Linked DNA regions of Mus musculus: regions 1, 2, 3 and 5 are each linked to region 4. A link is a contact called in public ChIA-PET, HiChIP or PLAC-seq and promoter capture Hi-C data. All regions are on one chromosome and are shown on one strand. Each heading gives the region's core, a stretch centred on a gene start, on an enhancer-like site or on the middle of the called end of the contact. The rest is flanking DNA. Distances are from core to core; before and after follow the strand shown. Region 1 overlaps Iqgap1 (IQ motif containing GTPase activating protein 1). Region 2 holds the start of Abhd2 (abhydrolase domain containing 2). Region 3 holds the start of Pde8a (phosphodiesterase 8A). Region 4 holds the start of Cib1 (calcium and integrin binding 1 (calmyrin)). Region 5 holds the start of Iqgap1 (IQ motif containing GTPase activating protein 1).

Evidence for each region. ChIA-PET counts read pairs in DNA pulled down with a chosen protein or histone mark. HiChIP or PLAC-seq counts read pairs in DNA pulled down with a chosen protein or histone mark. Capture Hi-C pulls out chosen DNA fragments and counts their contacts.
Region 1: an RNA polymerase II ChIA-PET map of memory CD8 T cells shows a contact between it and region 4, with 132 read pairs. The contact joins the enhancer-like site here to the promoter of Cib1 in region 4. A contact is called at or near these places in 1 of 39 promoter capture datasets (pre-B cells), 4 of 115 datasets of contacts at active chromatin or transcription factors (bone marrow-derived macrophages, memory CD8 T cells, pancreatic cancer cells and 1 more) and 2 of 9 other capture datasets (adipose tissue and liver).
Region 2: a FOXA1 HiChIP or PLAC-seq map of pancreatic cancer cells shows a contact between it and region 4. The contact joins the promoter of Abhd2 here to the promoter of Cib1 in region 4. A contact is called at or near these places in 2 of 115 datasets of contacts at active chromatin or transcription factors (memory CD8 T cells and pancreatic cancer cells).
Region 3: a contact with region 4 is called in a promoter capture Hi-C map of liver, with 4 times the contacts expected there. The contact joins the promoter of Pde8a here to the promoter of Cib1 in region 4. A contact is called at or near these places in 1 of 39 promoter capture datasets (liver) and 1 of 9 other capture datasets (liver).
Region 5: an RNA polymerase II ChIA-PET map of memory CD8 T cells shows a contact between it and region 4, with 42 read pairs. The contact joins the promoter of Iqgap1 here to the promoter of Cib1 in region 4. A contact is called at or near these places in 1 of 39 promoter capture datasets (pre-B cells), 2 of 115 datasets of contacts at active chromatin or transcription factors (bone marrow-derived macrophages and memory CD8 T cells) and 1 of 9 other capture datasets (liver).

The regions. Positions count from the first base shown.
Region 1 is chr7:80,778,174-80,780,873 of GRCm38.p6, reverse strand. All of the region lies in intron 2 of Iqgap1 (IQ motif containing GTPase activating protein 1), which reads left to right. Among named protein-coding and RNA genes, the nearest start is that of Iqgap1, 24 kb to the left of the region's middle. Within about 2 kb of position 1,438, at least 245 of the 459 cell types and tissues checked have an H3K27ac peak or open chromatin away from gene starts, as enhancers often do. A contact at or near this core is called in adipose tissue, bone marrow-derived macrophages, liver and 4 more, where this site is marked.
Region 2 is chr7:79,271,881-79,274,580 of GRCm38.p6, reverse strand. It overlaps Abhd2 (abhydrolase domain containing 2), which reads right to left and starts at 1,315. Exons shown (of 11, transcript NM_018811.6): 1 at 1,242-1,315. It overlaps Gm31510 (predicted gene, 31510), which reads left to right and starts at 1,552. Exons shown (of 2, transcript NR_169073.1): 1 at 1,552-1,614.
Region 3 is chr7:81,211,900-81,214,599 of GRCm38.p6, reverse strand. Pde8a (phosphodiesterase 8A) reads right to left here and starts at 1,335. Exons shown (of 22, transcript NM_008803.3): 1 at 512-1,335. The coding sequence starts at 685.
Region 4 is chr7:80,231,421-80,234,120 of GRCm38.p6, reverse strand. Cib1 (calcium and integrin binding 1 (calmyrin)) reads left to right here and starts at 1,316. Exons shown (of 7, transcript NM_011870.5): 1 at 1,316-1,611; 2 at 1,743-1,777. The coding sequence starts at 1,561. It overlaps Gdpgp1 (GDP-D-glucose phosphorylase 1), which reads right to left and starts at 1,228. Exons shown (of 2, transcript NM_178752.3): 1 at 916-1,228.
Region 5 is chr7:80,802,009-80,804,708 of GRCm38.p6, reverse strand. Iqgap1 (IQ motif containing GTPase activating protein 1) reads left to right here and starts at 1,378. Exons shown (of 38, transcript NM_016721.2): 1 at 1,378-1,568. The coding sequence starts at 1,514.

The DNA of each region.
Region 1 (2,700 bases), core at 189-2,688, 550 kb before region 4:
TAGGAGCTGCTTATCCTTTTTATCCACTCTCCCTTTTTGGGAAGAGTTCTTGGGGTGACTTTAGGTAAGCTCCCTCCACTGAGCCCCGGGTCACAGCTACAATAACTGATCTAGAGTTGCAGACACTTAGCTATTGTCTAGGTTTCATTCAGTTTCCGTTTTTGTTTTTGTTTTCGTTTTTAATTATTTAAAATGAAACATTCTGGAAGTTGGCTCAGTGGGTAAAGGTGCTTTGCTTGCCTTGCCGCTAAGCCCGACACTTGAGTTCAGTCCCTGGAACCTCCTCTTGCAAGTTGTCCTCTGACCTCCGCACATACTCTGTGGCACACACATAAACAAATAAATAAATTCAATGAAAAAAAAGATTTGTAGACTTTAACTTAGATGACATAAAATTCATTTGTAATATTCAGTGAATTGTTAGTTTTTACCAACCCAGTCAGACAGAGGACCCGTTGCTATGAGAGACACCTTTTCTGATCCAGCTCTTAATAAAATCATTTGCTCGCTGAGCAAAGTGGTGGCACACGCCTTTAATCCCAGCACTCGGGAGGCAGAGGCAGGTGGATTTCTGAGTTCGAGGCCAGCCAGGTCTACAGAGTGAGTTCCAGGACAGCCTGGGCTATACAGAGAAACTCTATCTCAAAAAACCAAAAAAAGTATAGATGCCATCCAGAGTTCTCATTTTGCTCGTTAGCCTGGAAACAAGCTTTTGTGTTTTCCCCTCACTACTGTAGAATTTTCTTTCATCTCATGCCTTCTCCTCTGCAGGCCCCTTCTTTTTATTCCTACTGCTCAGAATAATCTTTTAAAATCAAAGTTCAAAGTTTTTTGTTTTTTTTTAAAGACTGGCTCAGGTAGTTTGGCTTGTAGCTAAGGGTGACCTTGGACTCCCAAGCCCTTTTTCCCTACCTCCCAGTGCTGGAATTACAGGTGTTTGACACCACACCCGACATTAAATCAAATTTTATCCCTTCATTCCTGTTTCAAATACGCAAAGAGTTTGCACATTTTCTTTGTCTCCTTCAGCCTGACCTGTTTCTTCCTATGAAACCCCTTTTCTGGTCCCCTCAACCCCAAAGGCTTTCCCTGGGAAGCGGGCTGCCCAGGGAGCCTCCTGTGACACACAGTGCTTGCTGTCTTCGGCTTGCTGGTTTTCTCCCTGGCCTGTACCTGGCACACACTGTCGATTTCCTCAGGCCGCTTGCACACCCAGGGGTTGCGTGTAAGGGTGGTTTAATGGAATCCCCAGTATAGGACTAGCTGACCATATTTGGGAGGTTTCTAGCATAGGGTAATCCTGGCCTGGAGTTCCACTGGGCAGGATGGGTGTGGCAGCTTGAGTTTCTGCTCCTGGAGGAACTGATTCTCAGCGGTTGGGGCAGCCAGTTCCGGCATTGGTCGGTTCCCCTTCTGTATTGCACAGAGCGGGGAAACCACTGAAGTCATGTGCTCTGCAGAACTTGTTCCACTGGTTTCCTCTTCACAGACCCCTAATTCAGATTCCCACCCTGATGCTTTTCTGCATATGTATGCTCTTGGTCCGGGCTTGTTTTAGCCTTGCCACTGTAGCGTTCTGGGATAGGCACGGCTTTGTTTCCCTGGTGGCAGAATGGGTAGGGCCAAGAACTGAAAAATGTTATCAGTAGGACCAGGTAGACAAGTATTATGTAACCACGGAGCTCCGCCTCTAGAAGATTTATTTCTGGGAATTGAGCAGTCTTACATTCTCTCTCTCTCTCTCTCTCTCTCTCTCTCTCTCTCTCTCTCTCTCTCTCCCCTCCCCCCCCTCACACGCACATCCCACACACGAATATATAGCTAACTTACTTATTAACACACACACACACACCCCACACAGATATATAGCTAACTTACTTTTTTTTGTTTTGTTTTGTTTTTGTTTTTAGAGACAGGGTTTCTCTGTGTAGCCCTGGCTGTCCTGGAACTCACTCTGTAGACCAGGCTGGCCTCGAACTCAGAAATCTGCCTGCCTCTGCCTCCCAAATGCTGGGATTAAAGGCGTGCGCCACCACTAATTTATTACCACACACACACACACACACACACACACACACACACACACAAACACAAACACACACCACATGGATATATAGCTAACTAACTTATTACCACACACACACACATATATAGCTAACTGACTTATTACCCCCCCCCAACACACACACGGATATATAGCTAACTAACTACTTCCCTCCTAGCTCTTAGTGTGTATGACCTCCACTCCTCACACCAACTTTAGGAGGTGTTAGGTGTTGCTCCTGTCCGTGTTACAGACGGGAAACGGAAGTCCAGTGGGGTCAGATATCGTGTCATTCTTGCTTACTCTTGCTTCCTTCCCTCTTTGCTCAGGTAGGGTAGGGCATGTTCCTATCTTAGCTGTTGTCACCTCCACTCTTCCCAGGCCTGCTTTCTTTATTGAGTCCTCCATCTTTGTTCTTTTCTTGTAGGCACGCCTACATCTTCCTCACAATGACTGAACACACACAACCCTGGCCCTGGATTTCCCCCCATCCTGGACTGATCCCCACTCCTTCCCCACTTCTTGTACCCCCCTTTCTGTATGTCGTGTCTCTTATCAACTCATACATCTATGGAAGCGACATCTTAGACACTCGCCATGATAGTGTCTGTCCAGGTGGCGGGCCAGCAGCCTTCACCTAAAAGGCAGTCTCAATG
Region 2 (2,700 bases), core at 66-2,565, 960 kb after region 4:
GACAAAGCTTCATTTATCTTCACCTGGGTAAAGCGGGTTATAATTATTTCTTCTGCTTCCCGACCTTCAGAGGATTATGTCCTTCCTAGTCAAGCAAATGAGGGGAGGCAGTGAGGAGGGGAAATGCATTCTGCTTAGTGTGACTGTAACCCAATGGTCCTTGAAAAGCTCTGGGCACAGATCATGTTGACTCTGCCAATCCTGCAATCTCTCCCAAGCCTGTTCTTGGAACCTGCCTCTGGGCCAGGTAAAACTTGACCAGCTGGAGGTGAGGGCACCACAAAAGAGGAACCAGAAAGTGGAACCCCCAACTGCGCACTTAAGGTGAACCACTTGATTAACTCAGCATTCAATATAATCTATTCCATTTGTACGCAGGCATGCACACATGCATTTGAGAGCTAAGACCTCAAAAAAGATCATTATGGGTGTATTCAACATCCCCTTGGAATCTAGCCAACTCCGGTAAGTCCCATCCTCGATACAGTCAATAAATGTTGTTCAGAGTGCATGGGTGGATGGAGAAGGGCCTCACAGATGGCTCATACAATTCTCCCCTTCCTAAGCATCCCAGACAGGTGGCTATCATCTGGCCTCTGGCTAGGCACTTCCAAGGTCGATGCTCTGGCTGCTCGGCCTGGCAGGCAGCCCGGGGCGCTGCTGGACAGATCTTGTGGGGAAAGCCCACGAAGCACCTAGAACAGTTGCCCCACAAGCTCAATAAAGTGCGCCTCCAAGTAGGTCAAAAATTGCTTCCCTACAACTTGAACCCATCGGTCGTAGGTGAGCCCCGGGATCCCAAAATGCATCGGCCCATCGAAAGGGCTTGTAGTCAGGCCCTTTCAGGTTTCCAGCATCCTGCACTCTCTACCCTGAGTCTGGCCGGCCAGATACCTCCCCCAGGACCAAGACTTCAGCATTGATCAGAGCGAGGGATGGCAGCCAGGAGGCCTCCGTCGGCCTTGTCCCCAACCTCGGTTCCTCGAGCAGGAGAGGACAAAGGACCTTTAGGAAGGCGTATCCCACCAATGGGTTGGGCTGCCCCGTCATCAGACAAGCTGGCCCTCTAGATCCCCGCAGTGCCAGGTGACAGTCCCCCAAACAGTCCCCACGGATCCGGAGCACTCAAGCTGCGGCGCGATGGGCCGAGCCACGCTGGGGACCGGGTAACTCGGGGTTCTGGCCCGACGCATCCAAGGCGCGATCCCTGTTTGGTGGAACTCGCCCAGCCGAGGTCTTACCTTCTCTCATTGACTCCAGCAGTCCAACCCGCCCGGAGTCCGGTTCCCGCAGCTCCGCAGCTGCCGGCTGCGCTCATAGAAATACAGCCGGAACCCCTGGCCAGCGCAGCTCCCGCCGCTACCGGCCCCGCCCAGGCAACTGCCGCCACGCCCCTGACGACCGCCTCTGCTACGCCCCCAAGCAAGGCTCTCCCAGTGTCCATTGGATCACCCAGCCGCCACTCTATTTGTTCATCGCGCTTGTTGCGTCTATATGGTGGCCCATTGGTCAGTAGGACTGCTCCTCAAGGTGGAGGCGGAGATTCTTAGCGGGCAATTCTCCTATAATTGGTTACTTTTGATGTCTTTAGCCAGTGGGCCTAGATGCTATTGGGTAAGGTCCTCCCCGAGGGGCGGGATAAGGGGAGCCGGCTAAAGGATGGGTTATGTTTGATGGTTGATGATACGGAGTAGAGGAGAGGGCCTATTGTGATGGCTTTCTGAGTTCTGGGGCAGAAAGGTCCGGAGTCTTATAGAGATGAACTGGGGAAAGAGATAGCCCAGCCGTGGGGTTCTCAGCACTGGTGTGCCCAGGAAGATGAACCTGTAGCTCAGGACGTAGGTGTTTGAAGTGTGGAGTCCTAACTTAGTAGAGCAGAGGTGGTGAGTCACTAAACCAGAAAGCAAGAGGTGGAGGCGACAAAGAGGTGGAGGCAGCAGCCTTTGACCTCTTTCAGCTAGGGAAGTGGGTGGGAACATGCAGGACTTTATGGACCTGTTACAGTCCCTATGATCTTTCAGCTTTTAACCAGCCCTTGTGGTTGGAGGCCACTTGGAAGAAGTGACCTTTGAAGTCAGACTGCAGTCTTGGCCGTGCCTTTTAGCCTTTTAGAGTTCTCACTGACTATATTTGGTAAGTGCTGGTTGCTGATAGAAGATCAGTACAGTGCGTGGTGTTCCACGGGCGTTTATCAAGACTAGCTATTCATCACTCACCCTCTCCATCCATGCACCTAGACTGGGTTCTACCATTCTGTGAACCTGAGGCTCTGTTCGCAACGGCACGTGCCTGATGGAGAGAATACTGACAACCCGAAAGGGAGCTCCAGTGAGGCAGCCACCGACACACTGCCAAGGCACGCAGTGTGGCTCCAAGAGAAGAGGCAGGAGACAGAAGGAACACATAGCCAGAGGAAGGAATTTAGATTTGAAGCAATGTTAAATTTTCTCTTAATACATTTCCGGACCCCGACAAGGAAAGCATGAGCCAACTCAAGGAGGAGGAGCCAGCACCGGTCTCCTGTTTGTTATTCCAGCAGGAAGCTGAGGCAGGAGGATTGCTTTACTTTGAAGCTACATAATGAGTCCTCCTCTGTCACAATGAGGCCTTGTCACAAACAAACAAAGCAATGTGAGCAAGTAGCAGCCTTTGAAGGCTACTTAGTGCGGATCCAGAAGTCCCTCTAAAATATCCCTCAGA
Region 3 (2,700 bases), core at 86-2,585, 980 kb before region 4:
ACCACACGTATGCTAACAAACCTGAACTTCAGATAAAGCGTGCAGTGAAGCCAAACCTATGTTCCAGGTTACATTTCAATGGCCCCCAAAAAAGTGGAAAAGTGAAACTGCTTGTGCAATGAGAGGACAGAGGTTGGGATAAGCTAGGCAGGGGGTGAGGGGGGGGGGGAACTGGTGGCATCTAAGACCCTTCCCAGTGCGGACAACCCTTGCCTTTCTACTCTGGGAATGCCAGAGCAAAGTGCACTCTGGTTTACCATGTCAGGAACGTGCCGGGGATATCCCGGGTCCCCCACCCACCCCGCTGGGAGAAAACTGACTCGCCGCGTCCGACCCCGGCCGGGAAGGAACGGACACGGCGGATCCCGCGGCGCCGCGTCATAGCCCTGTTAAGCCTCGGTCCGCGACAGCCCGCAAACGCGGGCGGCTGGCGTCGGTCAACGCCAGGGCGGCTGCCTAGAGGGCCCCCAGTGCCCCGCGTTTGTTTCCCCGCCCTCCCAGTGCGGCTCACCTTCGAGGCGCCGTTATCCCGAGGCTGAGGCTCCACGAGCCCGGGCGCGGTCGACCATCGCTGAATAGATCTCGGCGCGGGGCCCGGGACGTCCACGTCCACGTCCTCGTCCTCGCCGTCGCTGTGGCTAAACGTTCGGTTTTCGGAAGTGTGGATGCTCGGGGCGCAGCCCATACTGGCGGCGGCGGCACCGCGGACTCGCTGGCGGGCAGCCGCGATCCGGTCAGCAAACGGCCCGCCCGGCGCCTCGGGGCCGCCGCGGGCGCCGTGTCATCGCGGCCTGAGCGGGCGGGCGGGCAGGCGGGTGGGCGGCGGCGGCAAGCGCGGGTCTCGCGTCAGGAAGCGCGGCCGCCCCTTTTATTGCGCTGCGGGCGCGGCGGCCGTGGGGAGGGGGCGCTGGGGCGAGAGGCGCGCCGCGGACGCCCCTCCGAACATGCCCTTCCTGAGGCGGGAGCCGCCGCTGTCTCCCTCACATCGCCGCGCGCGCCGCAGCCGCCGCGCTTCCGGGGAAATGTCGGGGGTGGAGATTTGCGCTCTCGCCACCGGGAGCCGCGAGCCCGCGCCGCGTTTGCACCGCCGCCCTCGCCTCGTCTGACTCTCGAGGAAACGGGCGCTCGCTCGCCTGGCGGTGCCTCTCCTCGGCCCGGCGGACGGCTGGGTGAGCGCCCCTAGTCGGGCTACCGTAGGGGAGCCCAGCCCTCGGCGCCCGCACTCCGAGCTGGGGACCCGCTCGCTGACGGAGCGAGCGCCTCGACTCCGGTCGGGCCGCGCCGTCGAGAAGCGCCGAGGCGGCTGCGCGAGCCAGGAGTTGAGCATCCGAGACTCCCGCTCCGTGCTCCGGACCGCGTCTTGCGGGCAACTCGCCGCGCCCAGCCCCCAGCGGTGACCTCCAGCGGCTGCTGGCGTCAATGCAAAGCAGCTGGGGCGCCCGCCGCCCGCTCCCTGTACCGCCCGTCCAAGAGCATGCGCGGCCGCGACCGCAGGGGCACCTAGCCAGCCCGTCCGGAGAAAGGAAAGGACTTGCTGAAGGATACAGAGCCATTCTGCTTCAGGGGCTACCGAGTTCGTTCACTGTCAGGTCACTGTGTTTGAGATTTGGAGCTATCGTCCGTTAAGAGACCAGTTGGAAGGACCTCAGTCCGAAGCGTTCCGAAGTCCATGGGGAACTACACTCCAGGTCCCAGGCGTTATTACCAGGGATAGCCCTTGCTCCAAGACCTGGCACGTCACGCCTCTGGTTGCACTCAGACCTGTGGGACTGCAATATTTCGAAGTTGGTTAGGGAAAGCCGGTCCTCTTAACCAAAGGACGATTCCAGGTTCGACAGTCCCAAGGATCCGAACCAAATGAAGAGTTGTGCGTCCGTCCAGCAGGGATCAGAACTGCAGCCCCCCAAGTGCTACCAGATAGCTAGCTGTGTGACTCCAGATGAGTCTCTTAACCTCTCGGTAGCTGAAACTGGAGGGCGACGCCCCTGGGTGTGCATCTGATACCCAGAGCCAGCCACTTCGAGGGCCTTCCCGCCCTTCTTTGCTCTCTAGGTCCACCGGGACCCTGGCGGGACCGGGACGTAGCTTCCTTTCCTCAGTCCACACCTTTCCTACACGCACCCGGGTGCGACCCTGAGTGGCTGAGACTCCTGCCCGCGGACTGGCTACTGTTAAGACCCGGAGATGTGCTCCGGGCTGAAGTCCCTGCTGTGACAGACACAGGTGCTTGGTCCCTGTGGCAGCTGCAACGTCCTTGAGCATCGATCTTCGCCACCAAAGGAGGATACAGGGCGGCTTCCGGAGCGGATAAGGCTGGAGCAGCTTTAGAAACTGGTTCTCTTTTCTGGCCTTTGGCACGCGGCTCCTTTGTCAAGTTAAAGCACGCTGTCCTATAAAAATATGACTGGCTCCTCCAAGGTGTCTTGAAAAACAGGAAAAGTTTTTGTACTGACACCCGTTATTCCACCCAGTCTGTGGTGTTTTCAACTAGCAGTCTTAGAGGGTAGATTTTTTGTTTTGTTTTTTTTTGTTTTGTTTTGTTTTTTTTCAGCTGGTAGCTGGATCCCTAGAGAAATTGCCTTTAGCCAAGATGCACGTACAAGTCTAAGGCTCTTCTCTCCGCCCACCAAAAGTCTGGCCTTGACAACTCCACAGTGACCTTGCTAGTGAAGCTCCAGGAAGCCCCGGCCCTCCCCTCGC
Region 4 (2,700 bases), core at 67-2,566:
GTCCCAAGCCGGTGCTGGGTTCCTAGAGAGCTGTTGGTCTTCAATCTGAGTTGGCAGCTGGAACACTATGATTCTAATGTCATTAAAGGAAATCCTTAGTGGCAGGTACAGGATAGAGACTTATCAGCAAGCCAAGGCAAACAGGCCAAAAGCCATCTTCCGTTTCCGTTTGGTACGGGTTGCCACCTGAGCGCACTGCCGCAGTAGATTTTCGCACTTCAAATAAACTGATCAAGAAAATCCCTCTGCTCAGGGGTTTCTATGAGGTAAGACCCTGAGTGGACCAGGAAAGCAAGCCATAGCCCCTGGGCTTTGCGGTAGAGCCTGCACCTCTCCTGGAGGCTAAAGAAGGAGCAGAGAGAAAGAAGCATGAGAAGCAAGGTTTACAGTCTCCTACCCAGAGGGTATGGAACATCTAGCTGGACTGGCCGGATGAAGGACCAGACTTCTCTAGGAATGAATACCAGTCCAGTACGAAGTTAAAATATTCTCAAATAAATTGTAATTGACTTGGCCCTGTTGTGCCAGGTGACGAAGCAAAAAAAAAAAAAAAAAAGAAAAAAGAAAATCCCTCACAGGAGTGTCAAGCTGTTTCCCTTCTCCTTGACTCCAGATCCAACCAAGTTGACCACCCAGATCACAAAATCCACATTTCCTCCTCCGGAAGCTTGGAATCTTCACTTTTTCACACAGTGTAAATATGTTCATACTTGCATCTGATTATTATTTGAGAGGAGAGAAGGGCAAATCTTGGTTCCTACAGCTGGAAGCTCGCAATTTGTGGGAGGAATCAAAGGAGGCACCCCAGCTGTGACGATAAAACAGCAGGAGGGACCTGTGGACAGAACTGACCTCTAAATACCGGAGTCCGGACACATCACTGAAATTGAACCTGTTTGTAAAATGGAAGCCTACCTTGCTAACTGTTCCACGAATGGGCGATAACTGCACAATCCAGTAAACACCTTCAAGAGCCACTTCAAGAGGAAGCTAAGCTTCTTCTGGAAGAATTGGCACGGTGGCAGAGGCTGCAGCTCTTGTCCCGTGAGACAGTCTAGGACTGACCCTATCCGCAGAGGGGCACCGGATCTCCTCCAGCCCGGGAGCGAGTATGGAGGTTACCCGCCTCCACCCAGAGCTGGGGTCTTCTGCACTTGATTTAGGTGAGGCGGATGCATCTCAAGGCTCAGTGCACAGACGGGTCCCGGAACTCAGCAAACGCGTGAAGACCGCGACGCAGGCGCAGTCTGCATCACGTGCGCATGGCTCGTTCCGCCCCGCCCACTAGAAGGCGGGGCCACGAGGCCTGGGCCCCGCCCCGATGCGTCCGGCTCCTCCCCGGGCCCTCCCTCCAGCTCTCCTGGGCCCGCGGGGAGCCGGGAGCCGGCCCGCTGAGCGGCGCTAAGGGTGGCGGGGCACTGTAGGCAGGGGCGGGCCCGGGGGCGGAGGCCAGGCAGCGGTTGCTACGGGGACTGGGCGGGGACGCGGCCCCGAGGACGGAAGTGAGAAAGTTGCCGGCGTCCCGGGGAGAGTTGGCCTAGCTGTGCGCGCACCGCGGCGATGGGAGGTTCGGGCAGTCGCCTGTCTAAGGAGCTGCTGGCCGAGTACCAGGTGCGCGGGGCGCCAGTTCTCGCGGAGCTCGCGTGCGAGCCCGCGCAGGGGAGTGGGGTTCGGGGAACAGGTGGCGGGGCGGCCGTGGCTTTCGGGCGGCTTGCAGACCCTTGTCTGGATTTGCCTTTCAGGACCTGACGTTCCTGACCAAGCAGGAGATCCTCCTGTGAGTGCTGCCCTGACCCCGGTCCTCCAACTCGGGATTGCCAGGGGAGGGCTTTGCGGGTACTTTTCTCGCGGGATACGGATTGGACGTCTCACCTCCGAGGGTGGGGCTGTGCTTCTGGGATGTCAGGATCACTGGATCTGGAGTCGGAGGCTCAGAGTGCAAGTCCCACCCGCTCCAGAGCCTCACCTTTGCACCACGCAAACACTTCTGTGTATCCAGGAAAAGTTGAACTGTTTGAGCTCCTCTAGCCTCCTCACTGCCGAGCTTCCTGCTCGCTTCTAAAAGGAACTGCTGTGACTCTTTGCGGACTTTGCCCTCTGGCAAAACCAAGAGGTCTTGTACGTGGCTCGCTCCAATCCCAACTTTACCTGTTTAATTCAGTAACCGTTAACGTTTACTGAACCCTTACTCTGCCCAGTAGCTCCTGAGTGATCCACACATTACTTCAGGAGGAGGTTACAGATCAAGGAATCAGGTTCAGAGAGTTCTGAGAACTTGACTATAAAGCACACTATAAGTGATTTGCTGGCCAGAGCGCTTGAGTTAGGTTCCTAGCCCCACAATGAAATTCTACTGGGAAAGAGGTGGTGGCTGAGAGGAGTCTCTGGAGTGGAGGTAACATGTGTTTTTGTTACTGTAATGTTAGAGTCCAGGTACTTGGCCCACACAGGCAGTCCTAACCAGCTAGGCTGTGCTACCTGTCCTCAGTAGGCCAAGGAAAGGGACAATATTGAAAAGCAGAGAAACGAAATGTATCCAATGTGGCCATACTGGGAAAAAAAAAAAGCTAAGAATGGACATGACCGCTCCTCCCCCCATCTTTAAGTCAATCTTCATGTCCAGCTGATGTGAGGTTTATATTTAAATAAAGGGCAAGGGTATGTAAAATTAAGCAGCAGTCCTGGGCAAGATGGAGTCTC
Region 5 (2,700 bases), core at 129-2,628, 570 kb before region 4:
AACATGCCCAACTAAGAAGAAAGTTTGTAAGGAAAGAGCTAGTAAATTGAAAATGGCTGGAACAAAGAGCCTGGAATTGGGTTGTAAAGGTGCCCACCTGGCATGGGAAAGTACACAAACTGCACTGTGAAGGGAGTAACAGGAAAAATTACATCTATGACAAGAACTCGGAAGCTGGGTGTGGTGGCACATGCTTTTAGTTCTAGCAATCAGGAGGAAGAGACAGGTGGATCTTCAAGGGTAGCCTTGCCTATTTAGTGGGCTCCAGGACAGCCAGAACTACATAGTGAGACTTGTCCCCCTTCCCAAAGAACTCCGTACTTTGGAAAGAGCATGCTGGCAATCATGATGATCTGGTTGGCACAAGTGAGAATAGAGATTATGATGATCAAAAAAGTGTTATCACAGGTGGGGACAGAAACAAAACTAGATGCTTCAGAAATAGAGGTGAGTCGAGGAACCTGGGGTGTGTGTGTGACTGGTGATGGAACACTTCCAGAGAGTGGGGCAGGAACAGGATCAACGTTTGACAGGTTTTAGTGTCTGTGAGAGGTCCAAAAATGCACGTTAGATAGTTTGGAACTACTGAGGGGCTTCTAGATGGTCTGGATTGTAAGTAGAAGCCATCAACTGTTTATGGTGAGGGTAAGAGTCCTGAGAATGGGACTTTTACTTTATTATTATTATTATTATTATTATTATTATTATTATTATTAGAGCCAGTGATTCACTCCAATCCAGGCTGGTTCAGAATAGAATTCGGTTGAATACTGGCACTTTAAAAGATCACAAGGGTAAAGAGACGAGGCATCCTTATTAATAGGGTCAAGATAACCCCCCTAAGATCTTGCAGATTGTAAAGAGCTGATAAACAGCTCTTCCGCGTGAGCATCGTCATCCCCCAGTTTAAGAGATTGAGCAGTTCTATTCTTTAGCACTGTTGGGGAGAACAGAGGTCAGATTGACAGAATGTAGCAGAGAGTAGGAGTGGGAGTCTTTCCTGACAGTGGGTCCTACTTGCTTCCAATAATCACACTCTGGGCCACTTGCAACGGCTCCTTGAAGGAGCCGCGGTGCAGAGGGGGTTAACTCAGTTGTCAGGAGAAGGCAGGCGCCTAAAAACATTTGGATTTCAAGCTGTAGACATTGGCGGCCTTTTAGTCAGAGCCGCAGATAGGGCGACAGCGGAGGAGTGTCGGGACAACGGACCAAGCCGGCCTAGGGACTCGCTACAGCACCCCGCCTCCTCGCTTCCGCAAGTGGAGAGCGAAGAGGGCAGGGGCGGGTCCTGTAATACTGACCACGCCCCTTCCGCTCGCTCCGGGGAGCGCAGCTGGGCGTGGACTCAAGGGCGGGGTCTGCGGGGCGGGACCTGCAGGGTGGGGCCGATGGCGCGGGGCGGGGCTCTGAGGACAGCGACAGCCCGCGCACTGGGCAGGAGTTACTGCTGCTACGGTCGCCCGCGTCTTCAAGGTCTCTGCGCTTCCTCACCGGAGACCTGGACTCGGCCGCCATGTCCGCCGCGGAGGAGGTTGATGGCCTGGGTGTGGTCCGGCCGCACTATGGCTGTGAGTGCCGAGGGCTTGGGGGTGCGCGGGCGAGGGACCAAGCTCGGGTTTTCCCAGGGGCTCAGCCGGGCGGGTGCGCCGGGTGGCTTGGGACCGCACGGACCCGGAAGAGCAGCTGGCTGTATGGCTGGTAGCAAGGTTGGCGCCCGAGCCTTCTCGAGCTCCGGAGGCGGCGGGTAGAAACCTGGAGGCCTCTGCCTTCGCTAGGCGCTGCGGCAGGGGAGCCCCACCCAGCTCCTCCACCGGTTAGTTCTACTGAGATTGGGGAAGACGGCCTAGGGTGAGGTGGCAGGAGAACTGACTGTGCAGGGCGTGTCCTGGGCACTGGACCCAGGGGTTCTGCTCGGGCGTGGTGGGAAGGTGCTGCCCGGATTGCTGCCTGCGAGGGTGACCCAGGGCGCAGACCCGCGCAGCCTCAGGCTAGCTGCGAGGTGCAGTTTTAGGCAAGCAGCTTATGCTTTCTCCTGCTGGGTTCTTTCTTTAGCATTTCAAAAGTAAAATTAAAACATAAACACACCCAAACCGGCTCCCCCCACTTCCTCATTTTCTGTGACTATCCCTGCAACCTTAGTAAACTAACCAGCTGTACGTGGGATAGTAGTTACAAGAGGATCCCTTTGAGTCCCAGGTTTAGATTTTATGTTTTGGGAAAAGTACTTTCTTAAAGGATACTTTAACACATCCAGTTATGCATTGGATAGTGTTATAATGTGTGCTACGTTTGTGAAATTAGGGATGAAAAAGATCAAACAGTGCCTTCAAAACCTGTCCGAGAAAGAGACAGGTGTACAGAGATTGATAATTAGATGAGGGGTTGGGAATTTAGCCCAGTGGTAGAGTGCTTGCTTAGCAAGTGCAAGTCCTCAGCTCCAAGAAAAAAACCAATAAGGTGCAATAAAGATAAACGATGCATGAACTAACTCTAACTGGGTATAAAGAGTAATGGGGGTGAAGAGAAGGGACTTAACAAGGCCATGGGAAGGTAGGTGCTGACTTTTAAACAGAGGCTTGGAGGATGCAGTGTGGGGCAGGGTGAGCAAGACATGACTTTGAGAGGGCAGACACAAACTAAATATGGTATTGGAGAACATAGGGTTACTGTACGTGGAAAACCGAGGGCATCGAAGTGCAG